Linked DNA regions of Mus musculus: all the other regions are linked to region 7. Evidence: chromatin contacts called from public Hi-C and promoter capture Hi-C data. All regions are on one chromosome and are shown on one strand. The core of a region is the stretch at or near the end of the contact, and the rest is flanking DNA. Distances in the headings are between cores, read along the strand shown. Region 1 holds the start of Evi2b (ecotropic viral integration site 2b). Region 2 holds the start of Rab11fip4 (RAB11 family interacting protein 4 (class II)). Region 3 holds the start of Rab11fip4os1 (RAB11 family interacting protein 4 (class II), opposite strand 1). Region 4 holds the start of Utp6 (UTP6 small subunit processome component). Region 5 overlaps Rab11fip4 (RAB11 family interacting protein 4 (class II)). Region 6 overlaps Nf1 (neurofibromin 1). Region 7 holds the start of Lgals9 (lectin, galactose binding, soluble 9).

Region 1 (2,700 bases), core at 43-2,542, 540 kb after region 7:
TCACAAGGCAAGTATCTTTTGTATATACCAACAAGTTTTTACAAAACGTTCTTTCTGTGAATGTTTCTTTCTGTTCATATTCTTCACTAACAGGTCAGCTCAGAGTATGTGGCATAAGCACACATGTGAATATGCACATACCCACTTTATCATAATATTTTTTCCTTATGGAACTTTTACCTTATTTTTTTTTTTTTTTTTTGGTTTTTTCGAGACAGGGTTTTTCTGTATAGCTCTGACTGTCCTGGAACTCACTTTGTAGACCAGGCTGGCCTCGAACTCAGAAATCCACCTGCCTCTGCCTCCTGAGTGCTGGGATTAAAGGCATGCGCCACCATGTCCGGCCTTATGGAACTTTTAAAATGACATAATATATGTCATAATTATTACTTAAATATAAAATTTATTTTATACAAAAATGACATCTAATTTAATTTCTCTTTAAGTTAAAACGAAGGTGACCATTGATGGTTTATAAACTAAAGTGTTAGACAAAAATAATTTATGCCAGTAATGGTAGTGAATGCTTTTAATCCTAGTAACTTGTGTGTTGGAGACAGAAAGATCTGAGTTAGAAGCCGGCCTGGGCTGCATGTAAAAGCACTGACTTTTTTTTTTTTTTTCTTTCTAAATAGTGGGGAAAATACTGATGAGATAATCTAAATCTATAGGAATAGACAGTCTGTGTAGAAAGTAACTTAGACTCTGTCCCCTCTCTGTTTACAATGCCAGGCCAAACCCCAGGCCTTATACATGTGGGGCAGGCTCTGCCCCAGCTTGAGAATTTTTTAAACAATATTTTAGAGATTGTAAATTTAGTCAAAGCCTGTAGAATTTAATTTTATTTTTAACTCTTGCCTTACTTAAAATTATTAAAGTGATTTAACAAATATTTTGACTGAGTAAACTTCAAAGGGCTGATAATATTAAAATCTTGATAAAAATCTTTCAGACAGTATCAACCCTGAGTATAAATTTATAAAATTCTGCACAGCAGGACCACAGAAACTTTCTGTAGACATCTTTAAACTGTTGAGAGCTGAATTCAACTAAGTATGAAACACTAATACTGTTTTAGTTTTTAAAATAAATAAGCAAAACTGAAATCAGAAATCAGAGGGCCTGTGTCCAGGTGTGCTTACCTGTGAACTTCTTTCGCAGAATGTAAATTCTTGTTCTAACAGGACATGTTGGTGATTTGGCTGAGAGAGCAAAGGGGTGTTTCAGTGCGGATTAACGGTGGTCTCCAGCGCACTGAGACGGCTTCTGTGCAGCAGAGGAAGTTTATCAGTAGCCGTTACAGGAAGTGCAATATGCCACAGAATGACTAAGAGTTTGCTCCTTCACCAGAGCGTATTTTGAAACACAATCTATATAACTTTAAGTGCTTGTAGCTGATGTTTGTAACTGATCCCTGACTCTCCAGGCATGGGGATCCATAATCTAAAAATTTAGGACGGAGTCTTGCCTGAGAAATTATCTATTCTGAGGTAAATTCTGAGGGATATTTCTTATTAGAAGAAATGAATGTTGTGTAGGTCTCAGGCAAGTCAGTGCCTTCTCACTCACCATTTCCTCCTCTAAAAACCTACTGTTTTGGAACATTGTGAGCACTGGGTAAGATGACACCTCCCATGGCAGGTGAGCCGTGCATGTGAGTGTTACTCCTTCATCGGTAGCTTAAATTGACTCCATGAGGATAACTGAATTATTCTGTGTCTGCCACCCAACTTCATCTTTGATTGCAGAAAATGGGAGCAACTGTCTGAAGTCATTTCCAATCAGGTCTGTTTTACCCTTGAAGAAGACAAGCAGAGCCTGGCATAATGATGCATGCCTGTAATCTCAGCATTTTAGAGGCAGAGCAGGAGGCTCTCTGGTGTGTTGGAGATCATCACACACAGTGACTTTGAGGCCAGCCTGAATTACAGAACAAACAAAACCCCTCACTCCACCCCCAGACCTTATAACCACAAAAGGACTAGGGCAGAGCAGCCAGAAGAGATGTGAGAGAAAGAAAGACATTCATGATGCTCTGGAGAGTAAAAGTGAAAGGGGAAAGTCTGCTTGCCCTCTGTGCTTTAATTTTCATTTTATCGACACTTTGCTTTATCTGGTTATGATTTACTAAACATTTAGGGAGAGGAACTTTTTTTTAAAACTAGTAGTAAATTCATGAGAAAATTTGTATCAGCAGTTAAGAGCACTGACTGTTCTTCCAAACAACCAAGTTCAGCTCCCAGCACCCACATGGAAGCTCACAACCATCTGTAACTCCAGTCCTAGAGAGGATCTGGTGCTCTCTTCTTGCCTCTGTGGGCACCAGACACATATGTAGTGCATAGACACATATGCAAGCAAAATACCCATACACATTAAAAAAGATAGAAAGAAAATAATTTGATTTCATGTGCCTCTCAACACACAGTTCATTTAAAGATGTAACCCAGAATTTGAAGTAACAGAGTTGACAGAGGTAAATGTGATGGTCAAGGGTAACACCATCGGGCTGCAGAGATGGCTCAGCAGTTAAGAGCACTGACTGCTCATCAGAAGGTCCTGGGTTCAAGTCCCAGCAACCACATGGAGACTCACAACCATCCATAATGAAATCTGACATCCTCTTCTGGTGCATCTGGAAACAGCTACAGTGTACTTATATATAATAAATAAATCTTTTATACGGGGGAAAAAGGTAAC
Region 2 (2,700 bases), core at 113-2,612, 610 kb after region 7:
GGTGGGCTCTGAGAGACATTTTTGCAGCTCCCACCAGGGGGCAGGCCCCAGCTGCAACCTGCTTTCCATTTATCATTCATTCATTCATTCATTCATTCATTCATGTGTTAGTACCTCACAGAGAGGCATCCACCTACCAAGAAAAGAAAAACAAAAACAAAAACAAAAATCACTTTTCAGGACGGTACACCTCCCCTCTCTAGTGGTTGACTCCATGAACACGGTAGACTCTGATCCTTAAAGCCACAAGGCTTTCTTCCCAGGGAGATTGGACCTCTGGAAGAGTAAAGCATCAAATGGGGGGACAGCCTGGCTCACCCTTGGAGTCCTGACTCCAGGGGAGACTAAGCAGTCGCCACTCAGGACATCCATATTTAAGACTCATCCTGAAGACCAGAATGGAATTGGAGGCTCAGAGAGGGAGGCCCTGTGTGGTCCTTGTGCCAAACTGGGTACAAGTCCCCTGCACTCCCTGTTCACACCACTGAATTGCTCTGGGCTCACACTTGACCAGAGATCAAAAACATGAGGACACTAAGACATAGCATAACCCTTAGAGTTTCCCACCATGCACACCCTAGCAAAGTTTTAGAAATGCATGGGGATTTGGAAGAAGGGCTCAGAACTGAGGTGAGACAGACTGAGGAAGAAGCCTGCGCATATCTGGGGGCTCAGGCAAGGTCTGTGCTTGAGTTGGGCGCAACCACTCCTAAGTGGTCTGTTGTGCTGAACAAGGTTGATGGGTAGACGGGAGACTAGGCTTGACCTCTGCTCAGTTGAACTTCACTAGGAGAAGGCAAAATTGGTTGGGTCGTCCACACCCAGGATGGAGTCCCGAGCTCTGAGAGGCTGCCAGCAAAATAAGAGAGGACAGGAGCTACGGGTTCCCAAGCCACCGGTGTTTCTGGGCCCTGTTGACACTAAGCCTAATGGAAGACACTTCCTCCCACCACCACTTCTAGTCCCCTCCACCCGCCACCATTCTAAGGTTCCCTGCTCCTCCACACTGCGCCCATCCCTTTCCTTCAACAAGCGGAACGGCTTCTCAGGGGTCTCCGCTTCCAGGGAAGCGAAAGCAGCAATCGAATACTAGGCAAGGAACACCTGCAACACCCAGCGCTGACAAAGGACGCGGCCGGTGCACACTGGCTAGCCGCGGGGTGCACGGGCCGCGCTGAGTTCCAACCACCCCCCACCCCCCAACTCCAGCTCAGGTCTAGGAGGGGCGGAGCCTGGGGAGGCTCGGGTCCTTTTGTCTGCAGCCCCGCCCCGCCCCGCCCCCACGCGGGCCCGCGGCGCGCGGCAGACACGAGCGGCTGACACGAGCGGCCGCCGCGGGCGGAGGCTGCGCGCCGCAGACCCGGGCGGTGCGAGCGCGATGGCGAAGGCGGCAGCGCGGGGCTTGGGCTAGCTGCCGGCGGCGCGGATGGCGGGTGGCGCGGGCTGGGCGGGCGCCCCCGCGGCTCTGCTGCGCTCCGTGCGCCGCCTGCGCGAAGTGTTCGAGGTGTGCGGCCGCGACCCCGACGGCTTTCTACGCGTGGAGCGCGTCGCGGCGCTCGGCCTGCGCTTCGGGCAAGGAGAGGAGGTAAGGAGCTCGGGCGCGTCCCCGGGCCGGGGAAACCGCAGGGACCCCGCGCAGTCACATTCCGGGCCTCTCTGTGGATCACATGGCATGCCCGCGGTGGCCGGCCGGCCCACCTGCCGTTCCCCCTGGTCTGTCTCCAATCCCCCTTGATGTTTGGGGAGGGGAAGAGGTGCCCTTAAAATCCAGTCTCTGAGCACCCCCTCCCACACACAACCAAGTCACAGGGCTATGTGTGCACCGTGCCAGGCCTACGGGTGACAGGGATAAGCAGGGATGTTCTGCAGTCTCTGGTCCTTAGCTGTACCTACCCAACCTAGAAAAGAAGGGATGTCTGCTCCGGGCCACCCTGGATTCTGGTCCAGTTCCTGGTGACCTTCCACTCAAGCTAAATGGGCAGGCCTAGCTGGCAGCAGACTGTGCTGGCTGCAGAGGGCCAAGCAGGACCAAGCCGGGAGTGGTTAGCTGAGCCTCTGGTGTTGGTGTTGGGCCGCATGGGTGGCAGAGAGCAGAATTGTGGGTACTGTCAGCCAATGTGAAATGGCAGGGTCTGAACTGCCAGTGTGTAACGAATACCTATGCGTTGGGCTAGTGTCCTCCTGCCATCCTCACAGGGGCTAGTATCCGTGTCTGAGAGAAGGGCAGGACACCGTGTTAATGAAACCCTGCAGTGTTGAGCGTCTCTGGATTCAAAAGACCTGGTTGAACTTTGGGTTTCTAAGGTCATCTGAGACCCTCTGGGCCTTGGTTTCAACTGCTGTACTGGATGGCAAGTGGGAGGTGATGACAACCCCTTTCTAGGTGGCTGGGCACTCGCCAGAACCTGGAAATCCCCGAGAGCAGGAGGTGGAGGAGGGAGGCAGGTGTCAGGTGTGAGGACTCTGGTCCCCAGTCTCAGACAGCTTACTACTGCAGTTCTCCTTAAAGTCCTTTATCTCCTCTCTGGTTTGCTCGGGAGCATCTCCTGCTGCTACCTCAGCCTTTCTTCTACAGAGGATGCCAGCGTCCCACTTCTTGGCCAATACCTTCTACCTGAGCAGGCTGAGCAGCCCAGGAGGCTACAGGCTGCTGGTGTGGAGAATTCTCCTTGCTTTGGGCGGAAACCTGGGATCCAGAAT
Region 3 (2,700 bases), core at 20-2,519, 640 kb after region 7:
ACCCCTCTGGCTCTGGGTAGTCCCTCATCCTGAGGCCACCTCCCTGAGAAATGGAAGAAGGCTAGAGCCATAGTATTCTGCGTGGTGGTGTCCAACTGGGCTTCGGCAGGGAGGAAGCTATATGAGGTGTCTGGTAATGCTGAGGGTGGCCAAACAGACCGTGTCGGAGAAAGCTAAGGCACTATCAAGAGACAGAAGTGTATCAATTCAGTTGAAGATTGCAGTTATGCGGGCTGAGTATATCCTGGTGTTAGATTATTTACCTAGGTTCTCATAATTGAGCCTGATCAGATTGAGACATACTTGCAACAATGGTTCTCAACCTTCCTAGTACTAGGACCCTTTCCTCATGTTGTGGTGACACTCACATCCATGAGGTCATTTTATTGCTACTTTATAGCTGTAATTGTGTTACTGTTATGAATTGTCATGTAAATGCCTGATATACAGGATCTGATATGTGTCCCCAAAAGGGTCAGAACCCACAGGTAAGAAACACTGACTTAGAAGATTAGGAAAGGCCATTCAGGGTGGGTTGGGGAGGGTGTTTTCAGAGAGGGTTAACTAAAAGGAGATGTGCCCTGAATATACAGGCCCCGCCATCCTGTCAGACGGAATGAAAGGACAAGAAAGGGAAAAGTCGGTAGATCAGGTTCACCACCACCACCACCACCACCCTGCCCTTCCCCACCATGAGGTATGACGCTTCTACCACACATTCCTACTGCCGTGTTACTCTGTCTTACCTCAGTCTCCAAGCAATGGATCCCAGTGAGACTCTGAAACCATGAGCCAAGATAAGTTCGTCCTCCCTCCCTCCCTCCCTCCCTCCCTCCCTCCCTCTCTTCCTCGAGTCCTTCATTGACAACAGGACTAACACAAGATCTAGGGCAGGAACAGGACAGTGGGTTTTGTAAGGTGGGAACAGTAACGGATCTGGTCATTCAGAGATTCACCATCTGACGATGACTTAATTCTAATACAACAGGGTTTATTAAATACTGACCGGGGAGCTGGAGAGATGACTCAGAGGTTAAGAGCATTGGCTATTTCTCCAGACGTCCTGATTTCAATTCCCAGCAACCACATGGTGGCTCATAACTATCTATATTGAAGTCTTCTGGCTTGCAGGCATACATGTAGGCAGAATGCTGTATATATTATAAATAAATTAATTAAAAAAATATACTGGCCAAGACCATTCCTGAGACTCAAGCTCAGAGAATGGCCCCCGAATTCCATTAGTCAGGAGTTTATAAAGGCAAAACTCACGAGGCTACAAACTTCCTGCCTTTGTCCAACCAGGGGCAGGCATATATCCTGACGTACTTCCTGCCTATGTACCTCCTCCGCCTACCCATGATCAAGTGCATATCCTGTGCAGTTGGGGCAACCAAGCTTGTTTACAGAAGTGAAAATGTGTGGTTTGTTATCGTACATAAACTACAGCATTTCAGGAAGTTATCTGTCCTTGAGCAAGTGGACCTTACAGGTTACAGGCTTTTGTTTTGTTTTGTTTTGTTTTGTTTTGTTTTGTTTTTTAGAGACAGGGTTTCTCTGTGTAGCCCTGACTGTTCTGGAACTCCCTCTGTAGACCAGAACGCCCTCAAACTGAGAGAGATCCCCCTGCCTCTGCCTCCTGATTAAAGGCATGCACTACCCCCTGGTGAAGCATTTCTGCTTTATATTTCTCTTAAGCACAGTAATTTAAACTTAAAACATAGTGTTGCTATCACAGGAATAAAGAAACTGAATAACAGGAACAAAAAGCTGATTGGCCAGCATCAAACTGCTATTTTGAAAGGGTTAAGGTAGCAGGAGACTCCCTTACCGTACCAGCTAAGACCCTCCTGATTTCCACATAGCAGTTTAGTTTCCGTCTTAGTGGCACGAGACACTGTCATGAGCAAGGCTCTTTCTGTCCAGTCTGCTTAGTGCAGATGCCTGCTCCTCACAAAGGGAACCTGTAAATTTTGTCTAACAATTTGAAGATGACAGAGACTAAACGTCCAGCCGCTGTGGGGCCAGGGTACAAGTCTGGTTCCAGACTGTGCTCAGCTTGAGAACCGTTAGGGGTAGACCTGGATAACCAGGCTCCAAGTGTGTGTAAGGCCAGCGCTGAGGGCTCCAGAACTGTTTTACTGTGTCCGGTCCATGAATGCATTCAGGACCAATGGAACCAGACCTGGGACAGAGAACCCCCAATGTGGGGCTGACACTAAGTGGCCCTGGACTCTTTTTGGGCCCAGCCTTTGTGGAGGGTGCAGAATGAGTAGGCGGTACCGTCATTTAAAAATGGGATCCGCACCTCACTAAGGCCACTGACTACCCATACAACTTCAGCAAGTTCCCCTCAACATCTCAGAACCTCAGTTTTCTTGGCCAAAAAGCAGGACTTGCCCAGCCAGGCTAGGTCTGATTTAATGCAAGGACAAATCAGGGATCCACAATCATCCGAGTCTCTGCATCCCCTTCACCCTTGAGGTCCAATGTTTCAAAGACATGTCAAAACGAAGCTTGCAGTGAGAAGTTGGAGAACAGAGATGCACTGAGGCCAAGAACCCCAGGGGTACCCAGGAGCAGGGACATGTTCCATGGGCTCCAGCAGCTTCCGTGGCATCCGTACTGTCTCAACCACAGCCAGAAAAGATGGTGCATTTAGCAAAGAGGGGAAGTAGGCTCGGAGGACCTGACCCTCAA
Region 4 (2,700 bases), core at 182-2,681, 980 kb after region 7:
AAAGCACGCATTCTCTTACACACTTACTCTATGCTGTTACACACTTACTCTATGCTGTTAAGAACATCCACATACAGTTTTAAACTTTCAGGAAAATCACCTCAGTTGCCAAGATCATTACTGTTCCCACCAGCAAAGTAAATAATGCCTAATGCTTTTTATTATTTATACATACTAACAAAGATTTCTCCTCCAAATTTAGGCTACTTAGGGGCTTGTCTTGGGGTGTGTGTGTGTGTGTGTGTGTGTGTATGTATACATTCTCTAGAATCAAACTCAAGGCGTTGGCATGCTAAGCAAGCACTCTGCAATGCTCTTAGCTTCAATGCTTAGGTTTTTGTTAACCAAATCTCTATCCTAAAATCTTGGGTCTATTTTCAGCATGTAAATTCTTAAAACCTAAATTGTCTCTAACTAAATATTACGACAAAGGAGTGAGCATACATGTGTTCTAAGAAAAACAGAATACTCAAGACAATATTTAAGAATGGTAACACATTTAGCACCGCGCCCCCCTTGTTTTTCCAGACAGGTAGCACTCACAGGGATCCGCCCACCTCTGCCTCCCAAGTCCTGGGATTGAAGGCCGGTGCCCTGACTCCGGGCAACATTTAGCACTTTCTAAGCGTCCTCGCGGTGTTTCCTAACGTTTTTCTTTGCGGATCCTACACTCACACTACTACTGCACTTTTATCTAGAGTCATAGAAAAGTAAACTGTTACAGAAAATCACTAAAAGTAACTGATTTTACCAAATTACCAAATGCCAACTATATTCCGTGCCCTGTGGCAGAGCGCTAAAGAAGCATAGGAAATGAATTGAATGGTCTTCAGTCTATAAGTTTAGTTAGGGAGACCTACCCACTCCCCCTGGGCTTCCGTGGCGCTGTACTCGACTATCTAAAGCTGTATACCCCAAACTTTTAAACTATAACCATTTTCTAATCGGAATTCTCCCGCCATTCACACTGCCCAGTATCCTTGACGGGCTAGGATCCTGGCTGGATCACCTTTACGGCCGCAAGACCCTGACCATTGGATGACGGTCAGTAGGAAGGGTAAACGGACTGATTATGGATCGCATTGCAATACGTTAAAGTTGAATTCTGACCGTGGTCAAATTCCAGCCACGGACTTTTCCCTCTGCTAGCATGGTAGCTACAAACAAACTCAGAAAAGTCAGCACGCCGGTCCCCGCCACACACTGGCCTCAAGCTCCCCTCCGGCCTCCCCGCTCCTTCCTCTTCCCTGATCCTCTCTCACTTAATCTCCGCGTGACTGAAGAGTCCGATGCGCTCCAGCTGTTCCAACTCCGGGATTCGATCTTCTATACGTTCCTGAATTATCTCCGCCATGAGGCTGGAACTTCACAAGCAGCCGGGCGGCCGATAAGCGTAGAGAACAGCCACCTTTCAGCCTCACTCTTAGTGATTGACTGAACGTGCTTCGTAAGTCCCGCCTTTTCCGCTTCCGCCATTGGGGAGCCCCTCTTTTCTAGCGAAGCCGCTGTCGCCTCCCTGTGGTTGACTATAGGATTGCAGCAAGAACCTTTTCCGGTCTGGGAATGCATCTTTTGCGGGGGCGGGGCTGGGGGCGGGGCTAAATCCTCGCGCCTCGGAGACCGGAAAAAGCTCCTCCCGGAATACCTGATAGGAGCTTTAAGTACGCTACCTGGAAGTCATTTGTTTTTATCATGCTCCTGTCGCAGGTTCTCGCTTCTCGTCACCGAGAACACTGAAAACTAAAAAATGTAACTGAAGACGATATTGTTAATTATGCAAATTCGATGAGGCTCTAAGGCTGCGGACCAGCTGCCCTGGTCTTAGTCGGCTGGCTTCACGAAACCAGTATGGTAACCGTGCATTTTCACGTCCCAATGAAAGCCTCTGAATGGTTGGTTCTTTTTAAAATGGTGAGAAAAAATGTATTATTTAAATAATTAGGGCCATCGTGCTACCTAGCCTGGCAACCTAAATTCGGTAGAAGGAGAGCACTGACTCCTGCAAATTATCCTCTGATCTCAACACGCGTTCTATGGCGCGTGTGCCCGCCCACGTGAATACACACACGGTTTTTAAATTAAAAATAAATATCTTGACCTATGTAGACAAAATACTTCAAAATTTTAGGCACTGGATAAATAGCAGAAACTGTCATTTGTTTTAGAAAACAATGAAAAGTTTGAAAGTTGGTGAAATAGATCAATATTTACACAGATCTTCCTTACAACATTGTCCAAGCAAATTAGTGTTTCTAAGAGATCCACCTTGGAAGCAACATTGCTGTATAATTACTACCACCTTAAAAAAAAAATCTGTGGTTCCCTTCTCTGTTAAGTTCTGGAAGATGATAAAAAGCCAAAGCAGGGCTTCTTGCTAGACCTGTTATTAGAACACTCACGTCGTTACCCCGGTCTTCTACGTGATTTATGAGAGGGAACTAGACTTCATAGTCACCCAGAGCCACCCAGCTCCTTGCTTTCCTTCCCTTTCTGTTTCACATCTTGTCCCACTGGCCTCAGAACTGACACAAAGGTCAATGTGAGCTTCATCACTTCCCAGCCCTTTCAGATCTAAGATCTGAGACATGGAAGGAAATCATGTATGTAAATTAAAGATGCAGTTTCCTTGTAATAGTAACGCAGGACTTGTTGTTATTAGTCAGAATGGGGATGACTGTGAACAGCAAGTCCAGTGTGGGC
Region 5 (2,700 bases), core at 9-2,508, 680 kb after region 7:
TCTGTACGCAGTTCCAAAGGTTGTGTAGAAACTACAAGACATAAATTCAGAGAAGGCCTTACAAGATGGGATTCACCACTCTCACAGACCTTACGTGGAGGTCCCCTCTAGCTAAGGCTGTCCAAGCAAAGCTGCAACTCTAGTGGGCTTTGACCAGGTAAGCAGAGAGGTAGTTGGAAATTTATTGCTCACACACAGCGGGTGAGAAAGAGGTTGAGAGCAAAGGGCCAGAGTAGTGGTTCTCAGTCTTCTTGATATTGTGACCCTTTAACATACAGGTCATCGTGCTGTGGTGACCCCCAACCATAACGTTATTTTTATTGCTACTTCATAACTGTAATTTTGCTACTGTTATGAATTGTAATATAAATATCTGAAATGCGACCACCGTGAAAGGGTCTTCCAACTCCAAAGGGGTTGCAGCCCAAAGGTTGAAAAATGCTGAGCTAGAGAGCAGCAGAGGTAGGTGTGTGTGTGTGTGTGTGAGTATGTATGTGTATGAGTATGAGTCTGTATGAGTGTGAGTATGTGTGTATATGAGTGTGTGTGTGTGTCTGTGTGTGTGTGTGATGTGAAGCCACCTTGCCCATTCTAAGTATACCCAAGTATTTGTGTCAGTGTGTAGTGTATGAAGAACATGAGAACGTGGCTTGAGGCCAGTCAGGAAGGTAATCAGGCTTTTCCCGAGTTATGTAAAACACTACCAAAATGAAGGGAAACTGGTCCTAGCGTTTGCTGTCTTGCTTGAATTCTAAACATTTCGGCCATGTTTAAATCCTGAATGGTGTGAAAGCCTGAGAGGGAGACGGTGTTTCTGATGGAAATCTTTCTTTGTTGAGTTCTCTAGTTCTTATCTTGGTACTTGTTTCTTGTATACTTGCCACTTGTGTCTTGGTGCTGGGCTAGCTATGGATAGCTTTCGCTTGGTGTGAAGAAAACAAAGTAGTGGGTAGGACTCCAAATCAGATTTCAGCTGGTGGTGGGTTGGGGCAGGCTTTTAGTTCGCGAGTTTGAGCTGAACAGTGCTGCCGGAGTCTCGCAGCACTGAGATATTAAGTTTGAGGACATCAAACAGGGACATAGCATTGAGATGGCCGGAGAATTTCATCCAAACTCTAGTGTTTGACCTGCTGGCAGTAAACTGCACGCTCAGACAAGCTCCACCCACCGAGGCGCCGACCGTGTGGCCATTGGCGGCCACCGCCTCCGCCACCTGCCCCTTACCTTGGGTGGGCGGGGCTACCTGGGCCCCGCCCCCTCGGCTCGGGTTCCCAGGCCTCCGAGCCTCAGGACCCGCCCCCTGTGCGAGGCCCGGCCGCCGGAGCCCGGGGAGCTTGGGCGCCTCGTGATGTCACGGCAGCTTTGATACAAAGAGCCCCTTCGGCCCACGCGGGTCTCCCGGCAACGGGTGCGGGCGGGGGCGGGACCGGCGGCTTCAACTGGTGCGGAGCAGCGCGCCTCCCGGATTGTTTTCTGAGCACGGTGCTGGCTTCGTCCCCGTGTACCCCGCCGGACCCGACTCGACCAGCCGCTGGCTTCTTGTTCATCTACAGCGGCCCGACCTGCAGCCGGTCGGGGGATGCGCTCCCCGCCGGCTCCCGGATGCCAGGTAAGCGGCGACCGCGGGACGCACCTAGCTTGCACCAGGAGTGGGAAGTTGGTGGATTCGCCTCTACCCTCCCTGTGCTGGCCAGGGAGATCAGAGTACCTTCGCAAAACCACTGACCCCTCTGCTTGCTCCGGGCCTTCGGCCAGCGCCCAGGTGCGAGCGTGAGCGGAACCAACTTGGTGCCCGAGGAGGGTGCCCGCGATCCCTGTGGCGCTGTTCCAGAAGTGTTTTAGGGGGAATCTGGTGGAAATGGGAAGAGAGCTTGTCAGCCCCCATCAGTGTCCTGCTCTTAGCTGGGCTGCTTCCCTAGGGAGCTGTAAGTGGTGAAGTTGTTTCCATAGGTGATGGCTGCTGCATGAAGCCAGTTTCCTGCTTTTCCCCTCTCACGGGGCATCTGAAGGGTTAGAAGACAGAACCAGCCTAGTAGTGTAGGGATTTGAGACAGGTCCTGCTTCCCCTCAGCAAGATGCTCCTATGGGTGGAGGTGTGCGCAGGCCACCAGCCTATGCCCTTGAGTCCCGTAAGAGCCCACAGTCCACCTCAATGTAAGTTGTTGACATAGTTGCTTCTCCGTTGCGACAAGTGTTTCCCAGGGCCTAGCATCGAAGCCTCTGTAAACGTGGTACCAATACAGCCCTAGACAGCATTCCGTCACCTCTCCATCTCCCACTTCTGGTCTTGCTTTCCCCAAAAGAGCTAGAAATGATTCGTTGCTGAACTCTTAAGGACTCACCAGTTTTCTACTGGCTGATTTATAGCACCCCTGCCCCCTCCCCCTAAAGTAGCAGAGGGGTCAGAGGTCCTGCCTCCGTGCTTGCTGCTCTAGTCATTTTGGATTGGGCCCCACTTTGCACTGGTTCCTGATGCTCTCCAAGCCTCTGTCTCCCTTCCCAGAGCAAGAGGCAGGTGATAATTGCTTGGGTTCCCACATTCCCTGGGGCAATTTCCAGGGCCCTTCCCTGGTGAAAGATGGTGTCTGTTATTGCTAGGGAAAGGAGTCTCAGTGGGGAGGGTTTTACGACTGCAAAAGACCACTGCTAGCTCCTCCACCCACCTTCACTAGCTGAGATCTCACGGTTCAGCCCCAGCTT
Region 6 (2,700 bases), core at 185-2,684, 590 kb after region 7:
ACAAGGTGTGTGCTACCATACCCAGCTGAATACTTAGTTTGTGAGTGTATAGGCACTTTCACAAATTTAAAGACTTTTCTTAGCCAGGCAGTGGTTGTACATGCCGTTAATCCCAGTACTTGAGAGCCAGAGGAAGGTGGATTTGTCTGAGTTCCAGGGCAGCCTGGTCCACAGAGCAGTTCTAGGACATCCAGGGCTACACAGAGAAACCCTGACTCGGGAGGGAGAAAAAGTTTTCTTTTACTTTTTTTTTAAGGTGCGTGAATAATTTACCTGTGTCTATGCTTCTGTACATGCATTTCCCGAGGAGGCCGGAAAAGGGCACCAGATCCTCTGTAGTTGAAGTTACAGATAGTTGGGAACTGCCATGTGGATGCTGGAAATTGAACCCAGGTCCTCTGAGAGAGCAGCCAGTGACCTAAACCTCTGAGCCATCTCTTTAGGCCCTACTTTCACACACTTAAAGATGAAAGATGCCTTCAATACAGGGACTGATAGTTTGTGCCTGTGGGTGTTAGAATTGAGTTTTAAGTGAAAGTTATTTCTTACTTATTTAGTAGTATTTAACACATTCTAAGACAGTTCTTTTTTTTTTTAAAGATTTATTTATTATTATATGTAAGTACACTGTAGCTGTCATCAGACACTCCAGAAGAGGGAGTCAGATCTTGTAATGGATGGTTGTGAGCCACCATGTGGTTGCTGGGATTTGAACTTTGGACCTTCGGAAGAGCAGTCAGGTGCTCTTACCCACTGAGCCATCTCACCAGCCTCCTCCCCCTTTTTTTTCTTAAACATAGAATTTATACTGTATTGCTTTGTAGAAAATAACCAAAATTGGAGCCAGTGAAAGGACTAACTGGATAGAGATGTTTGTATGCAGTTCTGTTGCCAAGTGTGAACCGACCTCAAGAGTTGTCTTTTGATAGCCACACTTAAACTCATGCATGAACACACACACACACAGAGTCATCTTCAGCTACATAATGAGTTCCAGACCTGCCTGGGCTATATTATGAGACTGTCTCAAAAGAAAAGAAAAAAGTGCATATATTCACACCAGCAGGTCTGTTTGAGGCCTTACCTGCCTCTGAGGCTCTCAGGGTATTAAGGATGGTGCAGTGTACTCAAGTGACTTATTTTAATGCTTTGTGATACTTCTCATGGTGTGCTTAGAAGAGTCAGTAACTTCTGCTTATTTACAGATTATTCCTAGGAAATTACTGGTTAGAATCCCATAAATAAAGCCAGCTTCCTTCTGCAAACCAGGGAAGGTAGCAAGTGTCTAACAGCTTTCCCCTGCTTTTCGCTCCTCTGGACATCATTCCCTTCTTTGTCCTCTCCTCATCCCCCTGAAGCTCCTCTGCACGCTCTAAGCCAACAATTTGCATATAGCCTCTCCCACTGTGGCCTTATACAGAACATCGCTTCCTCTAAACTCAAGCTAGGCCCACAGCTTGAGACTTCCCCAGTCCCTAGAAGTTGAGTTGAAGGCTCAGGTACTTGAAAACAGGAACTTGAAAAGTGGTTGCTTGGTGACATTTCTGGACATACAGAACTATATAATCAGTATGGCCTGTTTGGTTCAGTTGCCACTTCTACCTACCCTGTCCTTGGTTAACCAAACACTATGGGGCATCAGCAGAGAAGCAGACCGAGGTCTTTGAGGAAGAGGGGATTTTAGCTTAGAAAATAGTTGTTTCTCCCACCCCCAAAAATAAAGCTGACCCCATCATAAAACCAAACCCATCCTAAAGCTATCCTAAAACTAACTGTTCTGACTCATGCTGTAAAGAAAGTGTCCTTAACTGACTGTCAGCACTAAGCAGACATGTAGCAGCACACTGCTGCCTGATTCAGAGAGGACCTGTTGGCGTCTTGTAATCTTTGTATTGCTGCAGAGAGATGAGGAAGCAGTGGGGCAGCAGGAGAAGCCCATCCATTCTTGGATTCCCGCAGTGCCGAGTCTGTGTGTCCAGTCATACAAGGGCCGCTAAATACACCCTTGCCATCCATCTCTCCACAGACGCTTTTTCCACAGCATAAACATCGCCAAAGCTCTCACACTTGGCTTCTTTTTAAGACGTTTTGTGTTCTTTACATTAGCTCCGCTCCAGTAATTTTACAAATTCCAGCATTAAATTGAAGTCCTATACATTTGTCCTAAAACTCCATTTGCTTATTATTTAATCTCTTTTATTCGAGGTATTAGAAACATCTTAGTCTATTTTTAAAAGATTATTTTATCTGTGCAATTCAGAAAAGTTCTTCATATAGATTGTTACCCAACTTCTTAGCAGCCCTGTAAGGTAGGCAGTGTACCCTTAACCCTCGGACTGCGCAGAGGCGAGAGTCAGCATCCAGTGGCTTAGTGGAGGGCAAGCAGCTGGGGGTTCCAGCTTCAGCACCCAGATCTTTCACTCTTATTATAGAGGCAGCGAGAGTTCTCCACCCGATTAGGACTCAGACTTTGAGGCTAAGAATCTAGCTCAGTGGTGGAGTGCTGTGTGTATACACAAGGCCCTGGGTTCATTCTCTGCTGAAAAAAGCAGAGCATAAGCTTTATCCTTCAGCGTGCTTGCCAGCTCATACGGAGAAACGTTTTCCAACAGGTTTGCTCTGCTGTTTGTAGGGAAGTGAGCAATGCAGTTTGAACCCAAGTGGGCTCCTATATAGGTGATGACATCTAAGTTCTCCCAG
Region 7 (2,700 bases), core at 184-2,683:
GCCTTGAACTCAGAAATCCGCCTGCCTCTGCCTCCCTAGTGCTGGGAAAAGTCTACTTTCTAAATTCAAGTTGTCAGCTCTGCCTGGTGGGAAACCAGAGTGGGTGTATCATGCCCCTGTGACACGTCCTGCCCTTGAAGGCCCCACAGAGACACTGGACAGTCCCTTCTAGCTTTCCCATCTACCTTCCATGCAGGTCCCAAGTTAGAAGCCTTAACCCTGTGGCTGAGGACACTGGTAGCCCCAAGCAAAGCCCAGAGCCGTGCTAGATCAGGCTCTGACGCTGGGCTCTGGCAGCCAGCTCACCTACAGACCCTGCTATCTCCCACCTGCACACACGGCGACTCTACAGAAGGTTCCTGGGAGCATCACTTTCGTCTCCATTACTGCCATCTCCCCATGAGCATCCCCTCTTCTGGGAAAAGCACTTTCCTTCGCTGTCACCCACCATCTGAGGACATGTGGCAAGGCCTCGACCTCTCAAAGTCTCAGTGTCTCCACTTACAGTGTGGCTACTAAGCTTCCTAGTGTATAAACAAAACCACCTATAGACAGGGGGTGGAAAAAGGAGCCCAAGGCAGCCCTTTGCACCCTGCACTAAAAGACAGTCCCTACTTGCCTGTCTGCACACACTCTGGAAGTGTTCTTGGGTGAATTCTGATGTGGCCCTTGGAGAACAGAGGGGAGGGCTTCCCTGTTCCCCTCCCGTGCACTCCCAAGACACCTCCATGTTCCAGGTGCTGTTTAAACACCCACGTGTGCTATCTGCTTTCTCCTTGTTTTAACCTCAGGAGACAGACTAAGTATTATTTCCATTTTACAGATACAGAGAGGAGAAAGTACTGCGCGTGCGACATCACCTAGTTTGTAAATGGCTGAACAGAGATCCTCTCTAAGGCAGACACTTTAAGTGTCATGTGAATATCTGCTACCTGCTACCTCCCCCCACCCCCAACAAGCCCATCCACATCATCATATAAACCGTCTCCTTCCTTTGTAGATGCTACCAGGTAGCATGGAACAGGCACATGTTAATTCACCTCATAAATCATAGTGAGTGGCACCCTTGGGTCCTCAGAGGCACAGCAAGCCTAGCATGAGACACGAGCTGCATCAGGATGACCCAGCTGACATGCCTGGCATGTTTGTCCCTTATGTGCTGTCTGCAGGACACCCCACCCTCTATCTGTGCCACTCCGTTGTTTCCCCACAGGTCCAGAGCAACTTCCCCTGGATGTGGCCGTTAGCTTTTCCTCAATCACCCCACAACTGCATCCCACAACTCACCGGGTTAATGTATGGAGACTGGGCACTGAAGAGAGCCATCTCTTCTATCTCAGGGGAACCAATGCTCTCTTCCTCACTCGATGGTGGACGACAGAACTCTGCGCAGGGCAGGGCTGAGCTAGGAAACAGAAACCACAGCTATTTGGCACTTCTTCAAGGGGAGGAGCTCAGTGGCTGAGGGAAGTGTCTAGAGAAAAAGAAAGCTGATGTCAGGGTGGAGGGCTGGAGGTGGGACTCAGTGGGAGGACCTAGGACCAGTGGACACTGGGTGTTCCCTGCTCTGCCTTGACTTTCCCTTCCTGTGCTCTGCCCAGAGAACCAGTCACATGGCCAGCAGGCGTTCCTCGACAGCCTCGGCCAGAAGTGGCTGTGCTTCTGAGCCTGCTTCCTCACCCCATCTAGCAGAGCTGAGCCTTCATTTGTCCTCTGGGTGGGCATCCGTGGAAAAGACCTTCCTCAGACCTTTGTATGTGCAGAGAAAACAGTGCTCAGAAAGACCAAGGGGCAGCATGAGCAAGGTTACACAACTCCTTACGGGCACTCCGAAATCTCTGTGATGCTGTAGGCTTCCAAGAAGCATCTCTCCCTGGTGTGAAAGCTTAACCATGGAGAGCTATTTTGCAAGAAACACACCACCGCTGAGGTTGTTAATGTGGACTATGTGGGGGCCCTGGGAACTTCATTGCCATCTGCCTGTGAATTTGTCTGTTCTCCTTGTCTCTCCCCTCTGTCCCTCTGTTTTGGGGTAAGAAGAGGAAACATACTTTGGACACAGTAGAATATTCCAAGTGACAAGGGAGGAGACCCTAGGAAATATTTGAAATAGTTTTGAAGCCAGGAGAGATGACCCATCATGAATTCCCAGCATGCCTAGTCTACAACATACATAATTGCTCCCTCCTCCTTTCCTCCCTCCCCACTTCCTCCTTTTCTTCATGTAGACCAGGCTGGCTTTGAACCCAGTATGTAGCCAAGGATGGCCTTGAACTTCTTCTTTTTTTTAATAATTTTTATTTTTTATTTATATGTAAGTACACTGTAGCTGTCTTCAGACACACCAGTAGAGGATGTCAGATGTCATTACAGATGGTTGTAAGCCACCATGTGGTTGTTGGGATTTGAACTTTGGACCTTCATAAGAACAGTCAGTGCTCTTTTTTTTGGTTTTTTGTTTTTGTCTTTGTTTTTTGTTTTGTTTTGTTTTTGTTTTTCGGGCAATTAGCGCTCTTAACCAGTGAGCCATCTCTCCAGCCCCAACCTTGAACTTCTGATCCTCCTGCCTCTACCTCCCAAGTGCTTGGATTATACCTATGACTCACCTCTACCTGATGGTGCCGGGGTTAGGACCTAAGGCTTCCTATGAGCTAGACATGCACTCCACCAACTGAACTACATCACCAGCCTTTCCCTGCC

The links. Promoter capture Hi-C pulls out the DNA fragments that hold promoters and counts their contacts. Hi-C and Micro-C count contacts between places; a contact is called where the count stands out from the background. Capture Hi-C pulls out chosen DNA fragments and counts their contacts.
Region 1: a promoter capture Hi-C map of pre-B cells shows a contact between it and region 7, with 6 times the contacts expected there. The contact joins the promoter of Evi2b here to the promoter of Lgals9 in region 7. A contact is called at or near these places in 11 of 39 promoter capture datasets (the 3T3-L1 cell line, the C10 cell line, the HPC-7 cell line and 6 more), 2 of 115 datasets of contacts at active chromatin or transcription factors (large pre-B cells and memory CD8 T cells) and 3 of 9 other capture datasets (adipose tissue, embryonic stem cells and macrophages).
Region 2: a promoter capture Hi-C map of pancreatic islet shows a contact between it and region 7. The contact joins the promoter of Rab11fip4 here to the promoter of Lgals9 in region 7. A contact is called at or near these places in 1 of 39 promoter capture datasets (cranial neural crest) and 2 of 9 other capture datasets (embryonic stem cells and pancreatic islet).
Region 3: a promoter capture Hi-C map of pre-B cells shows a contact between it and region 7, with 5 times the contacts expected there. The contact joins the promoter of Rab11fip4os1 here to the promoter of Lgals9 in region 7. A contact is called at or near these places in 4 of 39 promoter capture datasets (frontonasal cranial neural crest, hippocampal neurons, neutrophils and 1 more) and 3 of 115 datasets of contacts at active chromatin or transcription factors (embryonic stem cells, memory CD8 T cells and pancreatic cancer cells).
Region 4: a contact with region 7 is called in a promoter capture Hi-C map of liver, with 2.9 times the contacts expected there. The contact joins the promoter of Utp6 here to the promoter of Lgals9 in region 7. A contact is called at or near these places in 8 of 39 promoter capture datasets (the C10 cell line, embryonic stem cells, hematopoietic stem and progenitor cells and 4 more), 2 of 115 datasets of contacts at active chromatin or transcription factors (large pre-B cells and microglia) and 1 of 9 other capture datasets (adipose tissue).
Region 5: a Hi-C map of liver shows a contact between it and region 7, with 2.4 times the contacts expected there. The contact joins the enhancer-like site here to the promoter of Lgals9 in region 7. A contact is called at or near these places in 3 of 39 promoter capture datasets (liver and neutrophils), 1 of 484 Hi-C or Micro-C datasets (liver) and 3 of 115 datasets of contacts at active chromatin or transcription factors (acute myeloid leukemia, embryonic stem cells and memory CD8 T cells).
Region 6: a contact with region 7 is called in a promoter capture Hi-C map of the HPC-7 cell line, with 4 times the contacts expected there. The contact joins the enhancer-like site here to the promoter of Lgals9 in region 7. A contact is called at or near these places in 6 of 39 promoter capture datasets (the 3T3-L1 cell line, the HPC-7 cell line, HPC-7-derived erythroid cells and 3 more) and 2 of 9 other capture datasets (embryonic stem cells and macrophages).

Annotation. Positions count from the first base shown.
Region 1 is chr11:79,522,470-79,525,169 of GRCm38.p6, forward strand. Evi2b (ecotropic viral integration site 2b) reads right to left here and starts at 1,293. Exons shown (of 2, transcript NM_001077496.1): 1 at 1,143-1,293. All of the region lies in intron 36 of Nf1 (neurofibromin 1), which reads left to right. It overlaps Evi2 (ecotropic viral integration site 2), which reads right to left. Exons shown (of 4, transcript NM_146023.4): 3 at 1,143-1,266.
Region 2 is chr11:79,589,850-79,592,549 of GRCm38.p6, forward strand. Rab11fip4 (RAB11 family interacting protein 4 (class II)) reads left to right here and starts at 1,363. Exons shown (of 15, transcript NM_175543.3): 1 at 1,363-1,585. The coding sequence starts at 1,427.
Region 3 is chr11:79,621,894-79,624,593 of GRCm38.p6, forward strand. Rab11fip4os1 (RAB11 family interacting protein 4 (class II), opposite strand 1) reads right to left here and starts at 1,270. Exons shown (of 3, transcript NR_003283.1): 1 at 1,007-1,270. The region is part of intron 3 of Rab11fip4 (RAB11 family interacting protein 4 (class II)); the gene reads left to right.
Region 4 is chr11:79,960,956-79,963,655 of GRCm38.p6, forward strand. Utp6 (UTP6 small subunit processome component) reads right to left here and starts at 1,432. Exons shown (of 19, transcript NM_144826.3): 1 at 1,263-1,432. The coding sequence starts at 1,354.
Region 5 is chr11:79,659,248-79,661,947 of GRCm38.p6, forward strand. The region is part of intron 3 of Rab11fip4 (RAB11 family interacting protein 4 (class II)); the gene reads left to right. Among named protein-coding and RNA genes, the nearest start is that of Gm30718, 14 kb to the left of the region's middle. Within about 2 kb of position 1,259, at least 205 of the 459 cell types and tissues checked have an H3K27ac peak or open chromatin away from gene starts, as enhancers often do. A contact at or near this core is called in acute myeloid leukemia, liver and memory CD8 T cells, where this site is marked.
Region 6 is chr11:79,572,612-79,575,311 of GRCm38.p6, forward strand. The region is part of intron 57 of Nf1 (neurofibromin 1); the gene reads left to right. Among named protein-coding and RNA genes, the nearest start is that of Rab11fip4, 17 kb to the right of the region's middle. Within about 2 kb of position 1,435, at least 28 of the 459 cell types and tissues checked have an H3K27ac peak or open chromatin away from gene starts, as enhancers often do. A contact at or near this core is called in the HPC-7 cell line, where this site is marked.
Region 7 is chr11:78,983,491-78,986,190 of GRCm38.p6, forward strand. It overlaps Lgals9 (lectin, galactose binding, soluble 9), which reads right to left and starts at 1,434. Exons shown (of 10, transcript NM_001159301.1): 1 at 1,288-1,434. The coding sequence starts at 1,326.